Linked DNA regions of Mus musculus: region 1 is linked to region 2. A link is a contact called in public Hi-C data. All regions are on one chromosome and are shown on one strand. The core of a region is the stretch at or near the end of the contact, and the rest is flanking DNA. Distances in the headings are between cores, read along the strand shown. Region 1 holds the start of G3bp1 (GTPase activating protein (SH3 domain) binding protein 1). Region 2 holds the start of BC049762 (cDNA sequence BC049762).

Region 1 (7,678 bases), core at 3,571-6,070, 4.2 Mb before region 2:
CTGCAGTCCTCCCACAGAACCACTAACCCAATCCAGCCATAAGACAAACCCAAATACGACCCTAAGTGTCAAGGTCATGAAGGACAGAGAACAGAAACTCACAGATGAGAGGACACTAAGGAGACAAGAAGACTTTGGAATGGATCCTGAAACAGAGAAAGTACATTGCAGAAGCACCTGAGGAAACCAAAATAAAGCCTATGTCAACAGAGTTTACCAATTTGTTATAAGTACACATTGACTGCATAGGATGAGGTAGGCAGACCTATTACGATTCTTTTAAAAATCTAGAACTATATCAGATACTAACTTTTCCAGGAAGTATCATCAGTAAGCTGGATAATTTGGGTGTTTTTCTCCCTGAGTAGCCCTGCCATTCCAAAGTTAGCGGAAAACTACTTAACCCATGTGTGGTAGCCCACTCCTTAACCCCAGCCCCAGGAGCCCAGGTAGCCTGTGCTGGACAGCAACACCCCTAAATGTAGGCTGTAACTCAAGGGCAGAACACTAGCCCAGCATGCACAGGGTCCTGGTTCTGGGTCTGGTTTGATTCCAAGCACCACAAAAAGAAAAACTGACAAAGGAAAAGGCATCTTACACTCAATTCTGAGTAAGAATTCCAACTCCTCAGATCCCACAATGTACAGGTGGACGTGCCAGCATTTTCTTTTTAAGATGGAGTCTCACGTAATCCAGGCTGGCCTGAACCCCGTAGCCCAAGATAACCCTGAGACCATTTTTCAAACACCAGAAGTACCTGGGGTTGTGGTTCAGTAAGAGTCAATTCGAAATGGGGTCCTGGTTTTAGTCTGCCACAGCAAATAACGGCCTAGTGACCAGAGAAACGCATTGCTTGTTGCCTTTTACACCTAAAATGCAGCACCCGCTAAAGAACAGCATTGCAAAGCCTTCCTGGGCTGCAGCTTTCTTCCCACTCAGTAATGCAGTAATGCAAGTAATGCAAGTAATGCAAGTATTCACCTGGCTAGCAGCTCGGCTTTCCCAAATAAAGTTGCACATTTTAAAAAAATAAAAATAAATAAAAAATAAAAACAAGTAGAGAATAGTAAATATTTCTAGCTAAGTAGAGAATAGTGAGTATTTCTAGCTAACAGCCAGTAGTTACCAGCTCCAAGTGGGGTGACAGCTGCTGACTCTAAATTTAACTCCTGAGGTTGGACGAAGGTTCTCCCGAGCTTGGGCAAAGGTTCCCCACTAACTGTGACAACTACAGGGGAAAGGGGACATTATTTCTTTCTCTCAAGACAGGGTCTTACTGTGTAGCTCTGGCTGGCCTGGAACTCACTATATAGACAAGGCTGGTGCCTGGAACTCAAGAGCTCTCCCTGTCTCTGCCTCGGAGTCCTGGAGTTAAAAAAAGTGCACCGCCACACCTAGCTTGATCTGCCTACTTGACAATTACCCCTCTCTAGGTCAGCAATGTAATATAAACTCTACAGCACACAACTCTACTTCAGCACTAGAACTTAAACTTGGTTTGGGTTACAAATTCAGTTTTCTATTAAACCTGTTACCTTGGACTAATTCATTAAAAAACCATATGCTAGCCGGGCAGTGGTGGTGCACGCCTTTAATCCCAGCACTTGGGAGGCAGAGATGGGAGGATTTCTGAGTTCAAGGCTAGCCTGGTCTACAGAGTGAGTTCCAGGACAACCAGGGCTACACAGAAAGACCTATCTCCAAGTGGGGAAAAAAAAGAAAAACCATATGCAAGTGTAAACCTTATTTAAAAAACCTAAAGCCCGAAAACAAAAACAAAAAAGCTGGGTTTGGTGGTACACACCTTTAATCCCAGCACTCGGGAGGCAGAGACAGGCGGATTTCTGAGTTCAAGGCCAGCCTGGTCTACAAAGTGAGTTCCAAGACAGTCAGGGCTATACAGAGAAACCCTGTCTCGAAAAACCGAAAACAAAACAAAACAAAAAACTTAAAGCTAACCTATGCCTTGTGCTTTCCATCGAGTTCAGAAATACAGGGAAGCCGGGCGTGGTGTCACACACCTTTAATCCCAGCACTTGGGAGGCAGAGGCAGGCGGATTTCTGAGTGCGAGGCCAGCCTGGTCTACAGAGTGAGTTCCAGGACAACCAGGGCTACACAGAGAAACCCTGTCTCAAAAAAACAAAACAAACAAACCAACAACAGAAATACAGGGAAGGGCTAGAGAGATGGCTCAGTGGTTAAGAGCACTGACTGCTCTTCTGAAGGTCCTGAGTTCAAATCCCAGCAACCACATGGTAGCTCACAACCATCCATGAGATCTGATGCCCTCTTCAGGGGTGTCTGAAGACAGCTACAGTGAACTTAGATATAATAATAAAATCTTTTTAAAAAAATACAGGAAAATCTAGTATATAAAAGATGACAATTTTGAAAAAAAAAAAAAGCCAACCTGCTTTCAAGCAGGGTCAAGAACAGACATTTCTAAAAATCTAATGCTCAGGCACTATACTGACAGCTGATAACTAAAAACCAGAATGTGAATTAAAAGAAAAGAAACTAGCCAGATGTGGTGGCGCACGCCTGTAATCCCAGCACTTGGGAGGCAGAGGCAGGCGGATTTCTGAGTTCAAGACCAGCCTGGTCTACAAAGTGAGTTCCAGGACAGCCAGGACTATACAGAGAAACCCTGTCTCGAGACAAAAAAAAAAAAAAAAAGAAAAAAGAAAAGAAAAGAAAAAGAAACTGCGCAGTGTAGTACCTGTTAGAACCTTAGCTCAAAAGACACCTCCACCAGCAGTAACCTCTGACCTGCTCGGAAGGGAGCAGCCAAGGCGGTCAGTCACTGCTTCAATTCACTGCTTTCTGACACTGAGCTAAGGAGTCAGTTTCTATCTATCCCTATCCTACTAAGCACCTGCCTGAGGCCAAGAGTCTTTTGAATGTGTGGGGATGAGATTAATAGCCATCCCCTTCAATTCGATCATTTCCCCTTGATATATCTGACCTCAGTAACACTACCTGGACTCAAACTTCCCAAGTTAGAAAGCAGGTCACTGCCTTATTTTAAAAGGTGATGAATTACTAACATTCGCCTACCCCTCCGTGCAGGTTAAGTAGAACCCGTTCCAAGGAAACAATGTTATATTCAGAAGCAAGGCAGTTAAATTCAGCATGCATCCCCACAGCGTTTGGTTCTTCGTTGCCACTTTGTTAAATGTCAGTGGTCTTTAACTTTTTGCAAGGATGTGCCCCTCAAGAACTAGTCCTGAAACTTCTGTTGTAGTCTTCGATGTGAAACATCTGCCATTTAACGTGCTTTCTAGCCAGGGGTTAAAGGCAATCCTCAGCATAGAAAGATAGGCTGACCACAGATCCTTGAAAATAGCTTTGCAACCCGTAGAAGTCAAACCAAGTAAGTACTAAAATAAATTACTCGGTTGGGCTTAGTGGAGGCACCTTAACTCTTGGCACCGAGAAGATTCTGAGATCCTCTTGAATTCCAGGCCAGGAAGGGCTCCACAGTAAGAATTTTTAAAAAAGGCAGTTGATCATCGATGGTTCGGCAGGAGACCTAATGGCTGTGCTTGCCAACAAACCCAATCGGTGACTGTGACCCACTGCACAATAACTGGACACTGGACACCATCCTCTCCCCAGCAATTTCAGATGTGACTTATTTTTGTGGCTCTGGTGACTGAACCCGGGGCTTCCTGTATTCCATGCCAAGTGCTCCACCTCTGCACTGAAGCCCGGGCCGGTCCTATCCAATTTCAAACTTTAACTTCAACTCTTGTAAGAATTTAAACACTTTGTTTCCTTGGACTTACGACCTTCTCAAACAAAGGTTTTTTTAATCTAAGTTTGTTCTGATTCACAACTAAAACATTCTAAGTTAAAAAGGGGTCTTGAAGAGTCAAGATCTAATGTCAGAGTTTGACTTCCTGTTGGCGGGAATTTCCCGTTACCTCGAGGTGCGTTTCGGACCTGCTGAGAGGCACACTCGATTACATTACACTCACTGTATTTTTCTCTATTTTTCCCAGAAGCTAACTTGGAGGCGCATCTATCTATCTATGTAAGTGCGAAGAAAGCTAAGTCTTCCTTTGTCATTCAAAACCCCACTCCTAATCTCTTCTCTGGAGTCCCCCACTGGCTCGCAGATGCCACCACGGGACTTCTTATACTGGGGTTTGCACCTCAGATTCAAGAGCTCAGTGGCCGATGGTGTCCCACAGCCACGTAGCCTGCACAGATGCCTGTCCTTTCCCTACAGAGGGCCTTGATTCCACCTCGTTCTCCTGTTGACTGGACCTACCTGATTGCACCCAGGTGACCGGGAAGGGCGGGAAAAAAGGGAACTCTCGGCATAGTGCAGGGGGAAACAGTGGGGGGATTGGAGAGATCACGTCTTGGCGTGGCTGTCTCTGCACCACTGAGCCCTTGAACCCGGGGTCGCGCGCCTCCGTTCTGCAACCCTGGGAGGCGCGATCACGCTCTCAGCTTGGGCTCCCCCAACCCCCATCCCCATATCCGAAGGCTTCCTTAGGGTCCAGGCCCAGCTATACCATCCGGAAGAGCCGGCGCGCGCCAGAGAATGCGCGTGGAGCACGCAGGGCCGGCCAGACGCGTGACGCCCGCCGTTGGTGCGGTGGACCACGCGCGGGCCCTAAAGCGCAGGCAGGAGGCCGCGCCGGCCGTTGGTGGGGGTGGGGACGCGCCGCGCGGTCTCCCGGGGCGCCCCGCTCGCGGCCGCAGCTCGGCTCATGCCCGGCCCGCATCCGATCAGCCCCACCCGCGGGCCCAAGTACCTGCGCGGCTGAGCGGGAGGACAGGGCTGCTACGTGGGAGGAGGTGGCGGCGTCCCTCGCGCGATGCCGCGGCACGCGTGCCCGCCGCCCGCTATATAGCCGCGCTCAGCCGAACCTGCTGCTCCCGGTCGCATGCAGGGACCAATGGCCGCCTCGCCACCGCGCCCCTTGGCTATGATTGGACAGCGTCTTTGTCTAGAGGCCGAGCTCCTGAGTGGCTGCCGCATCTGCCTATAACTGAAGGAGCTAGAGCCCAGATGGACACGAAACCTCGCCAATACTCAGATGGTCTATAAAAATGAGGGCGGGATGCACTGAGAGCGACACTCAGACAAGCCAATAGTTGCATGCACCCGTTCTCATTGGCTTACATTTCTTTTTCTGGGCGGAAACCCACTGTCCAGGCAGGAGCGGTTGATCCACAAGGTGGGGCCCGTGTACTTTGGGGAAGTAAACCCCATGCAACTAGGAGGTAGGCGCGGGCGGGGAGCAAGGAAGCCCCCAGCCAATCGCAACACCGAATGGAGCTGATTGACAGGGAGGGATGGCCCTCTCCAAAGGCAGCCCCAGGGCCGCCGTGCCCTCTGGAGCGGTTAAGAGGATGGACTAGCTGCGTCTTCCGTTCCCTTTCCTTTCTCTTCCTCTTAGGTTGAATCCTGTCCTCGAGGACCGGTCTCCCGCCTTCCCAGGCGACTCTGGTACCCGGGATCTAAGTAACAGTTTCCCGGGTTTTGTTTTTTTGGTTTGGTTTTTTTCTCTTCGCATCAAAACTTTTTTTGCATGCATTTCGGAAGAGCAGGAGCTGCTGACCCTTAGCATTACTCAGCACGAATGCAGTGGCGACCGAGGACAGCGAAACTGGCTTGGTCGGCACCCCAGAGCATACCGCGAGGCAGCCTCCCTGGCGTTTGGGAATGCTCTTGTTCCCGGGTGGCTTCCAAGCTGGCGTGCCCGGGTGGCTCCTGGACGTTTTCAGGTTTTCCAATCTTGTGATTGCAGAGACAACATCCCATCTTTGATCACCCTCTGGCTGGCGAAAGTTATAGGATGCGTCACCACCAGCCATTGTCACATGCTTTTCAAACTGAAATGGGAACTTTACCCAACTCCTAGGCAGACACGCCTAAGGTTCCCCCATAAAGGCTCCAGGGTCCAAATAGTAGTACCTCAGTCTGCTGCTGACCCCAACTCGGGGGGGTTTTGTGAGCCTTCTGGCCACCATGAGCATTTTATATTAAGAGCTGTGATCCAAATGCTAAACACAAACTAGACTAGTCTGTGTTCCCTGGAGGCAGGGAGAATTCCAGGCCATCCTGAGCTACACGAGTCCAAGGCCATTCTGAGTGACATGAAATCCTGAAAGCAAGCTAAACTCGCATTAATTTGTTTTGTTTCAGGGCTTTTCGAGGCAAGGTCTCCCCTTGTAGCCTATGCTGAGCTGGATTTACCATACCCTAGGCTGATCTCGAACTCGCCATCCTCCTGCCCTAACCTCTTAAATACCGAAAATACAGGTGTTAAAGTGTTACAGCGAGTTTCCAAAAGGAACACGTGCACAGTTCCCACGTGCAAAGGGAAAGGGCTCGCCCAGCCCAGGCTGGAAGGAAAAGGCAGCCAGGCAGAACCTGGAATCCGGAAGCCAGGAACCAAGAGACAGTGCAGTGCTCCAGCACTGGGTCAGAGCCTATCAACAGGCAGCTAGCATTGAGCCTCCAGTGGGAACCTCCTTCTAGGAACGCTTGGTAGGATTGCTAGCCCAACCAAGGAATGTGGGCTTTAATTTGGAGCTGTAGAGGCTTTGTTGGTTGGGTTTGTTTGTTTGTTTTTTCGAGACAGGGTTTCTCTGTATAGCCCTGGATGTCCTAGAACTCACTTTGTAGACCAGGCTGGCCTCAAACTCAGAAATCTGCCTGCCTCTGCCTCCCGAGTGCAGGGATTAAAGACGTGCACCACCACGCCCGGCTTGTTTGTTTGTTTTTAAAAACAGCCCTGGCTATCCTGGAACTTCTCTGTGCAAACCAGATGTCCTCTAACTCTGAGATCCCCTGCCTCTGCCTCCCGAATGCTGGAATTAAAGGGATGAGACCCCACACCCATCTGGAAGGCTTTTTTGTTTTGTTTTGTTTTTTTGTTTTTGTTAATAAACCAGGAGATTTGAGATTCGTATTGGGTTTTGCAGGGGAAAAAAATTGTAATACCTTATTCAGAGAGCTTTGGCAGATTTTCACAAGAATTCTTTTCAATACAATACCAGTGTTCCCCGCTGGCTTTGCTCGCTGGCTCTCTCTCTCTCTCTCTCTCTCTCTCTCTCTCTCTCTCTCTCCATATTGTTTGTTTAAGTAATAACATAATCACAGCCTGGAACTCATAAACACCCTCCCCATTCTGCCTCAGCTGGAATTAAAGCAGTGCACCGCCAAAACTAGCTTTTAAAACACTATTTTAAAGATTTTTTTTTATTATTTATTTATTATATGTAAGTACACTGTAGCTGTCCTCAGACACTCCAGTCAGATCTCGTTACGGATGGTTGTAAGCCACCATGTGGTTGCTGGGATTTGAACTCCTGACCTTCGGAAGAGCAGTCGGGTGCTCTTACCCACTGAGCCATCTCACCAGCCCTAAAGATATATTTATAAGGGGGGGAAAATCTGTAAAGATACATATCTTTTTTTGTTGTTTGAGAATCGTATACATGCATGTGAAGTGTTTCATTCAAGGCCACCCTATTCCTTCTCCCCCTAATTCCATGGGGTTCCCACTGGGTTCATATAGTACTGCCACTATGTGCATGGACGTAGGACAATCTACTGGAGCAATGGGGGCCTATCTGGTGCCCTCCACCTGAGGAAACCTGACCTTCTCTCTCCTAGTAACCAGTTGCCAGTAGCTCCTCAGCTAAGGGTAA
Region 2 (6,992 bases), core at 1,758-4,257:
AAGTGAGAGAAGCAAGCAAGTAATTGATTTAAAGGTAAAGAGCCTTTCATTAATGAGATTTCCCCCCCCCTCAAACTCTGTAGAGTTCCTTTCTCTAAATGCCAGAATTAGTCCGATCCTTAAACTGAGACATGGCCAGTGACATCAGATAATGGTAACAATTCCCAAACTTCATCTCCAAGCTCCTGTGGATCTCTCCCAGGCTCAGTATCTAACATTTATCCTTTTACAGATCTGTGACTGTTGGACACCAGTGTTAATTCTCTCCTTTCATCATGTGGGTCTCAGAGATCAAAGGTGTGCAGCATTACCCATTTAACCACTTTGTTCCCCTACGTCAATTTTTAAAAAAAGATTAAATTTATTTTTAATGGGAATGGGGTAGGGTGGGGCAGGGTGGGGAAGATCTACACGAGTGCAGTTGCCCCTGGATACCACAAGAGGGCATAGGATGCCCTAAAGCCTAAAGGTCCATTACAAGAGCAGTGTCTCCAGTTCCATAGCTAAATCTTTAATTTTGAACTCTGCTAAGCAGAGTTTAATGGTTTGGGAGGGAAAAAAGAAAAAAGAAGCTGAATAAGGCCCAAATGGAACAAAACCAATTTAGTTGATCACCTTGAGCTTGCCTAAATGGCTGAAAAATAAGCCAACAAATCTATTAAACACCGGGCTTGCAAAGAAAGCAGTTTCAGTTCTCTTCCAAAGTGTTCCTCAGAAAGGGTGTGCATCACAACATCAGGGTGTGATACTATTATTATTTCCTGATTACTGAGGACGTAATGAGGGGAGAGGAGGTTTCTAATTGCTAGGCGAGACTCTACCACCGACCTACATACCCCCTGTCCAAATATTCAGTAAACCATATTCGTTCTTCTAATTCTGTGCCTGCCAGGCATCTTCCTGATAATGTGGCTTCTCTTGCTCAGTCAAAAATGAGAAAGCATGGATTAAACCACACACACACACACACACACACACACACACACAAATCCTAAATTCTTGATAGGTACCTTGGTTAAAAAAAAAGTTAGTAAGCCAAGCATTCCTTTCGATATAGTCATTTTAATATGGTGAAGTAAAACAGACAACACTGCAAACTTGCTGGAGACAAAAGCCCAAACTCAAGCTTTAGAGAAACACTCATCTTCCTATTTCCACTGGAGTTCTGCTGACATATTCCTCCTATTATCAAAATTGTATTTAAGGTTTTAGTTTGATTAAGGCTTTTTTTTTTTCTCTTTAGAGGGGGTGAGGGGAGGGAATTAAATTCTGAATCCCAAGCCACCGGGCTACAGGCTAAGCACTCTCAAAACACAGCAGCCCAGTGTACAGCTTCTGATGACTCATCCTTGTGACTGGCCATTAGGGTTTCACAAGTCTTGGTTGCTTGCTTCAAGTTACCCCCTCCCCCTCCACTTCACATCGCTACAGCCAGTTTACCTCTCACAGGACAAATCTCAACTTCTCAAGTGACTAATATGCAAACCCACCTATCAGTGGGTCCTTGTCCCAATAGGCCCCGACTAACATTCCCCATCCCTCCTCTGATCTCTGGCCGAGTTCGGAAATACTTTGTTTTTAGGCAGGTGTGGTGACACGTGCCACCCTAGAGGCAGAGGCAGGTGGAGTTCTGAGAGACTTCAAGGACAGCCTGGTCTGCACAGCGAGACCTTGTTTCAAACAACCAACAAAGAAATATTTACTTAGGAGGCAAAGTAAAAGATTTCTGAGCTCATGAGAGCTTTCATACACAGGAAAGAAAAGCTACCTCAAAATATTACACTATCTCTAACACTTAAAAATCATGCTACAATCCTCTGTATCCTTTCAATAAAAGATACAATGGAACCCATATGTATACGCTCATACTAGAAATATTATTCTCCACCACGTTTTAGAAGTTTCAGTCTCCCATTTAAGTGGGGGTACAAGAGGCCCTCGGGTGCGTGTTCAAAATTAGGCCAAATATCTGCAGCTTTAACATTAGACCAGGTGACAATCGGTCCACTGGTTTAGAGGGTTGGCTACTTGAGCAACAGAGCTGTCACAATGTAAATGCAATGTTCGCTCTCTAATTCCATCACTCAGCTCTCTAATCCCATCACTCAGGAGGCAGAGGCAGGAGAATCTCCTGAGTTCGAGTCCTGCCTGGCCTACATAATGCCTGGGCAATCGGGGCGACCCAGATCTAGGGGGGGCTTGGGGTGGGGTGACCGCCTGGCATGAAGGACGAACCTTCCTTCCCAAGTGTGATCCTCGAAGCTGGAGGTGAACTCCAGCCGCTGCCTGGCTCGCCGCAGCGCCTGCCCTACCTCTTCCGGGCAGCTGGCCAGGGCCCTTAGAGCTGAACAACAGAGCGAATAGCGGACTTTGGAAAAGGCTCCGGTTATGCAAACGGCCGAGGCCACAGACAGGGGTGAGTAGGGGGTCGGGGTGACTTCGACTCTGGACGGCACTAGTACCGGGGATGCGTCCCGCCAAGGGTCTCCCCGCTGGTTCCTGCGATGGACGGCCGAGGCCTTGACAAGAGGTGAGCGAGGCCCAAGCTGCCGGACCGCACCGTCGGGCGAACCCGGGGCCTGCGGGCCTTGACTCGAGCGGCGAAACCGCGGCAGCTCGGGTGTTGTCGCCGCCGGCCGAGAGGCACCCCGCCAGCCCCGCGGACGCATCCTCCCGGTGCTGACGCCCAAAGCCCACTCTCTCCTCAGACACCTGGCTCCGCGCGACACTGCCCACCTCACCTCCGCAAAAGCAAGCGGCCTTTTGGCCGAGAAATGTCGCCAAACCGCCGTCGTTCCTCTCCAGCCGCTGCGACAGACACCGACAAAATGGCGTCCGCGCCGTCACCCTACAACCTCCTCAGGTGGCTCCAGCGCCACCTACGCCGAGCCAGCGCGCATGCGTCACGAAGCCTCGTGCCCGCCCACAGATCGTGCAAGGGGACGAGGGGTCTGTGACGTCAGGGACGGCGGGGCTTGATCAGCCACACTGCGGCTGCGCAGCGCTGGAGGCGCGGGTAGGACGAGGTTCTGTCCGCTTGTCAGGCTGAGGTTCTTTCTGTTCTTAGGTGAACCTGGAAGCCCGCCTTAAGTCTGCGGCGCGCGTCGGGCTCTCGAAGAGTTTTGCTGGGCGTGGCCACGCTGGGTAGGGCCAACCTCTGACCTTTTCCCATCAGCTTAAAGTGGGAAGCTCATCGCACTCCATCTACCAGTCGCCCCTCAACCTCAGCTCCAGGTAGAGCCACCAGAGCGCAGAGTCCCCGAATGCTCCCAGCTAGGGCAGCTCAGTGACCAGGATATGGCTGTCACCTGGCGCTTCCGCTCTAAACTGGATTTGGAGAAGTTTACCTGAATATGCCTCTAAAAACAAGCGTAGCAGGTGCTTACCCTTCTCTTTCTCTTTGCCTTCCTCTCTCTCTTCCTCCTCGCCTTCTCAGCCAGCAAATCGAAAGGAATGGGGAGGTTTGTCCTAAGACTTCTGACAGTATTCTTCCGGTTACAACCATGGCAGCCTCATGATTTTCTACTACAGTTACTCAACAAACGGGCATTTGTGGTCAGACTTTTTGGTTTTTTTTTCGAGACAGGGTTTCTCTGTGTAATCCTGGCTGTCCTGGAACTCACTCGGTAGACCAGGCTGGCCTTGAACTCAGAAACTCACCTGCCTCTTGCCTCCCAAGTGCTGGGATTAAAGGCGTGCACTATCACTGCCTGGCGACATAACAAATTCTTAATATATATCCTTTTTTAATTTCAGAGAACTGGGCTTTTGTGGTGCAGGCCTGTAATCCCAGCATTTAGGATTTAGAAACAGGAGGATCAGGAATTCTAGGTCATCCTGGGCCATATAGCAAGTTCAAGGCCAGTCTGAGCTACATGAGATCAAAACTCAAAAAACAAAACTGCTGAGAATCCAACACCATAATTACTGTCTAACCCAGTAGGGTTGAACTTCTTCTGGTCGTCCTATCTCTTATCTCCTTCCTCCAAGAGCTTGAAGCATAAATATGAGCTGTCATAACCAGATTAATTAAATACTCTATGCCAATCACTTTATAGACAGTCTTAGTAATCTAGACAACTCTAAGAGGTGATTCTTAGCTCCTTGCTTTAATGACAAATTTAACTCCTGAAAATACCATTCAAACTTTGCTAGCTTACGGTTTCATTGTCATACTTACTGCCTCCATTCATGCAACAAAGTAAAAAACAACTTACTTTTTTCTTAATCAGTTAGAGAAAAGTATTCTGAGTCCATCTTTTGGCAAGACCAAAAGGGTCTGTCTTGAAAAGGCTCGTTTCATGGTGATTTGTCTCTGAAGCTCCCATTATGAAACAATGAATCCCTTCACATTTAGCAAAGTTGATTAAAGGCCACACCATGAATGAGTCACAATGGATCTCTCAGGCATCCCATACTGCCCAAGATGGACAATATCCCAGTTTCCTCCAGGGTTCCTAACACTTCTGAAGAGAAAGTCAAACAGCACAGGAGTAACAAAGATTCAGTCAAACAATGTTGAAAGCATCCCAATTCCCAGTGCACTCTGCAGAGCATATGGAGTGGGCAGGAAGCATCTGAATTCATACCATTCAGGGAATACAGGAAGTGCCCTGCACTGCTCCTTTAATTACTTATATGGGTCTCTCTTCTCTCCTTCCCCACTATTCTTTCTTCTTTTTTCCCCTCTTCCTTTGTGATCGTCTTTGTATACACAGGGACAATCTGGAACTTATTATTTAGTCTAAGCTTGCCTGGAACTTGTAGAAATCCTCCTGTTACAGCTTCCGAATTGCTGGCATCACTGGTGTGAGCTATTAGGTCTGACCTATCAATGAACGGGTCTCAGATCCAGGGCCAGATCACAGATGCATGTACCCTCTGGAAATACTAGCCACAGGCACTTGGTCAGCCTTCAGGATTCGTCAGGATATTGGTTCTGGTAACTGCAAGAGAGAAACCATTTACCAAAACTTTGACTAGGTCATGCCCAAAAGTTTATAGAGAAGATAGAATTCCTTCTAATAGTGGATCCTTAGATAACCCCCACCCACCCACCCATTAGAATGGAACTGCCATCACACATTACTAGTCACTGTTTCTACGTTAATTTAACTAAAATCTAAATTTAAAAATGTAATTGAATCTATCTAGAGACTGTGGAGTGGATAGTCAGTGAATCCATGCTATGGCACACATTTGGAGGTCAGAGGAAGACATACAGAAGTCAGTTCTCTCCATCTACAATGTGGGTCCTGAGGATCAAACTAAGATTGATAGTGTTGGTAGAAAAGGTTCTTACTCACTGAGCCATCTTCTGGGTCCCTCAATAAAAGGTCCCTTGAATAAAATTGGTGGCATTGACTAAGTTTCACTAAATAAATAAATCCCAGACACCAAGATCAGTAGCATAGAGCTGTGATGCCAGCATGTTGAGAGGTGGAAGGCAGAGGATCATGAGAAGGTCATTCTAGGCTACACAGTAAGTTCTAAGGCAGCCAGGACTACAAGAGACCCCATCTCACAAAACAACACATTGGCTTCCCAACTCTACTTACTGCATTTTCTCAATATTTAAAATGTATTGTCTTTCTCTCAGTTGGTAAAAGGCTTGCCTAGCATGCATGACCCCTCAGGTGTTGTTTTAAAAAACAAAAATTCTAGCCCTTTAACTCACCAAATGAAGACTCAGGAGCCAGATGCCCTTGTGAAAGCCTGCTAAGCTCGGAGAGGCAGAGAAACCATTCATTTGACCTTCCTATTCCACTGATGTCCCAGAAGGAAAAAACTCTACCAATGTCTCAGGAGAAGGCCCTTTCTCCTTCTCTACACAGTGCAAAATGCCCTTCAACTCAAAGACCCTTCTTTCTGTTTACTTCTGTTCACTCCATTCAGCTGGTTACTTGCTTTGCCTCTTGACCCATGGTTGACTTTATTTAGCTCTTGGATTAATGGTGTGTGCTAGGGCTGAGCCACACCACAACTACTTGTTTATTGTAAATAGAATGCTCTAGGATCAAAGGCTGAGTCACACCACCATTAGAAACAGTTCACAATCTTGGGGTTCATAATATGATCAAATGCGGCAGTATGGACCATGATATTGGTACTGAACAAATAAGAAATGGGGAGACAAGGGGAGTCTGCAGAGTGGGAAAATCCTTCCAGCCTTGCATAGAAGGAACCAGTAGAAGGCTCTATCACTTTCTAGGGGCCAGCATACCCCTCGACAGAGAGGATTTGAAAGGTGAATATAGGAGAGAAAAACCAGGGAGTCCACCATCTTTCCATCTGTACTAAAGATCCTGGGCAGTGCCTCTGCATAAGAGCAAGACAAAGGTTTACTCCTTAGTCTTTTTCATTGGCTTCAAGAAGTCTAGTTCAGATCCTACAGGCTTAACAGCAGGTGGAAACAACTTCTTTAACTCTTCCTCAGGCCCGGCTGATAGAGCCGCTGGGAAACAGCTCTGGTCTTCCTGGGCCTCTCCCTACCTGGGAGGTCAACTTCCTGTTTAACTACATCCCACTCTGCAGGAAAACCCTAATTTCTCAGCCACCCCATGACTAATGGAAAGACCTGGAAAGAACAGAGGAATGAATTGAGAACATTTTTACATCACACACATCTGAGCACTTCTCATGGACCCTCCCTGCACCTGACCAGGCAGACCTGGTCTTATTCACCTTGGAAGGATTACTAAAACTCTCTAGGAAGCCCTGGGATTCTGACTAGCCAGACAATTGCTTAGTATGATAAAAGGAGAGTATGTGTCTCTGAAGGAAGAAGAGCAGAGAAAAGAAAAGACAGGATTTTGTGGTTGTCTAAGAGAAGAGTCCTAAAGTGGGGATGACATCCAGCCTCCCTCCCTCTGAGTCTTTCACAGCCTCTGAACCTATACATATGAGACTAGACAGAGATGCCAGACTACTGAGTACAGTTCTGACATCACCACAGCTGTTTACATCTCAATCTCCAACTTAACCTGCTGTTG

The links. A called contact is a pair of places that touch in the nucleus more often than the background predicts.
Region 1: a contact with region 2 is called in a Hi-C map of CD8 T cells, with 6 times the contacts expected there. The contact joins the promoter of G3bp1 here to the promoter of BC049762 in region 2. A contact is called at or near these places in 2 of 484 Hi-C or Micro-C datasets (CD4 T cells and CD8 T cells).

Annotation. Positions count from the first base shown.
Region 1 is chr11:55,466,894-55,474,571 of GRCm38.p6, reverse strand. It overlaps G3bp1 (GTPase activating protein (SH3 domain) binding protein 1), which reads right to left and starts at 4,820. Exons shown (of 12, transcript NM_013716.2): 1 at 4,771-4,820.
Region 2 is chr11:51,259,019-51,266,010 of GRCm38.p6, reverse strand. It overlaps BC049762 (cDNA sequence BC049762), which reads left to right and starts at 3,007. Exons shown (of 3, transcript NM_001382322.1): 1 at 3,007-3,378. The coding sequence starts at 3,354. Clk4 (CDC like kinase 4) reads right to left here and starts at 2,897. Exons shown (of 13, transcript NM_007714.6): 1 at 2,742-2,897.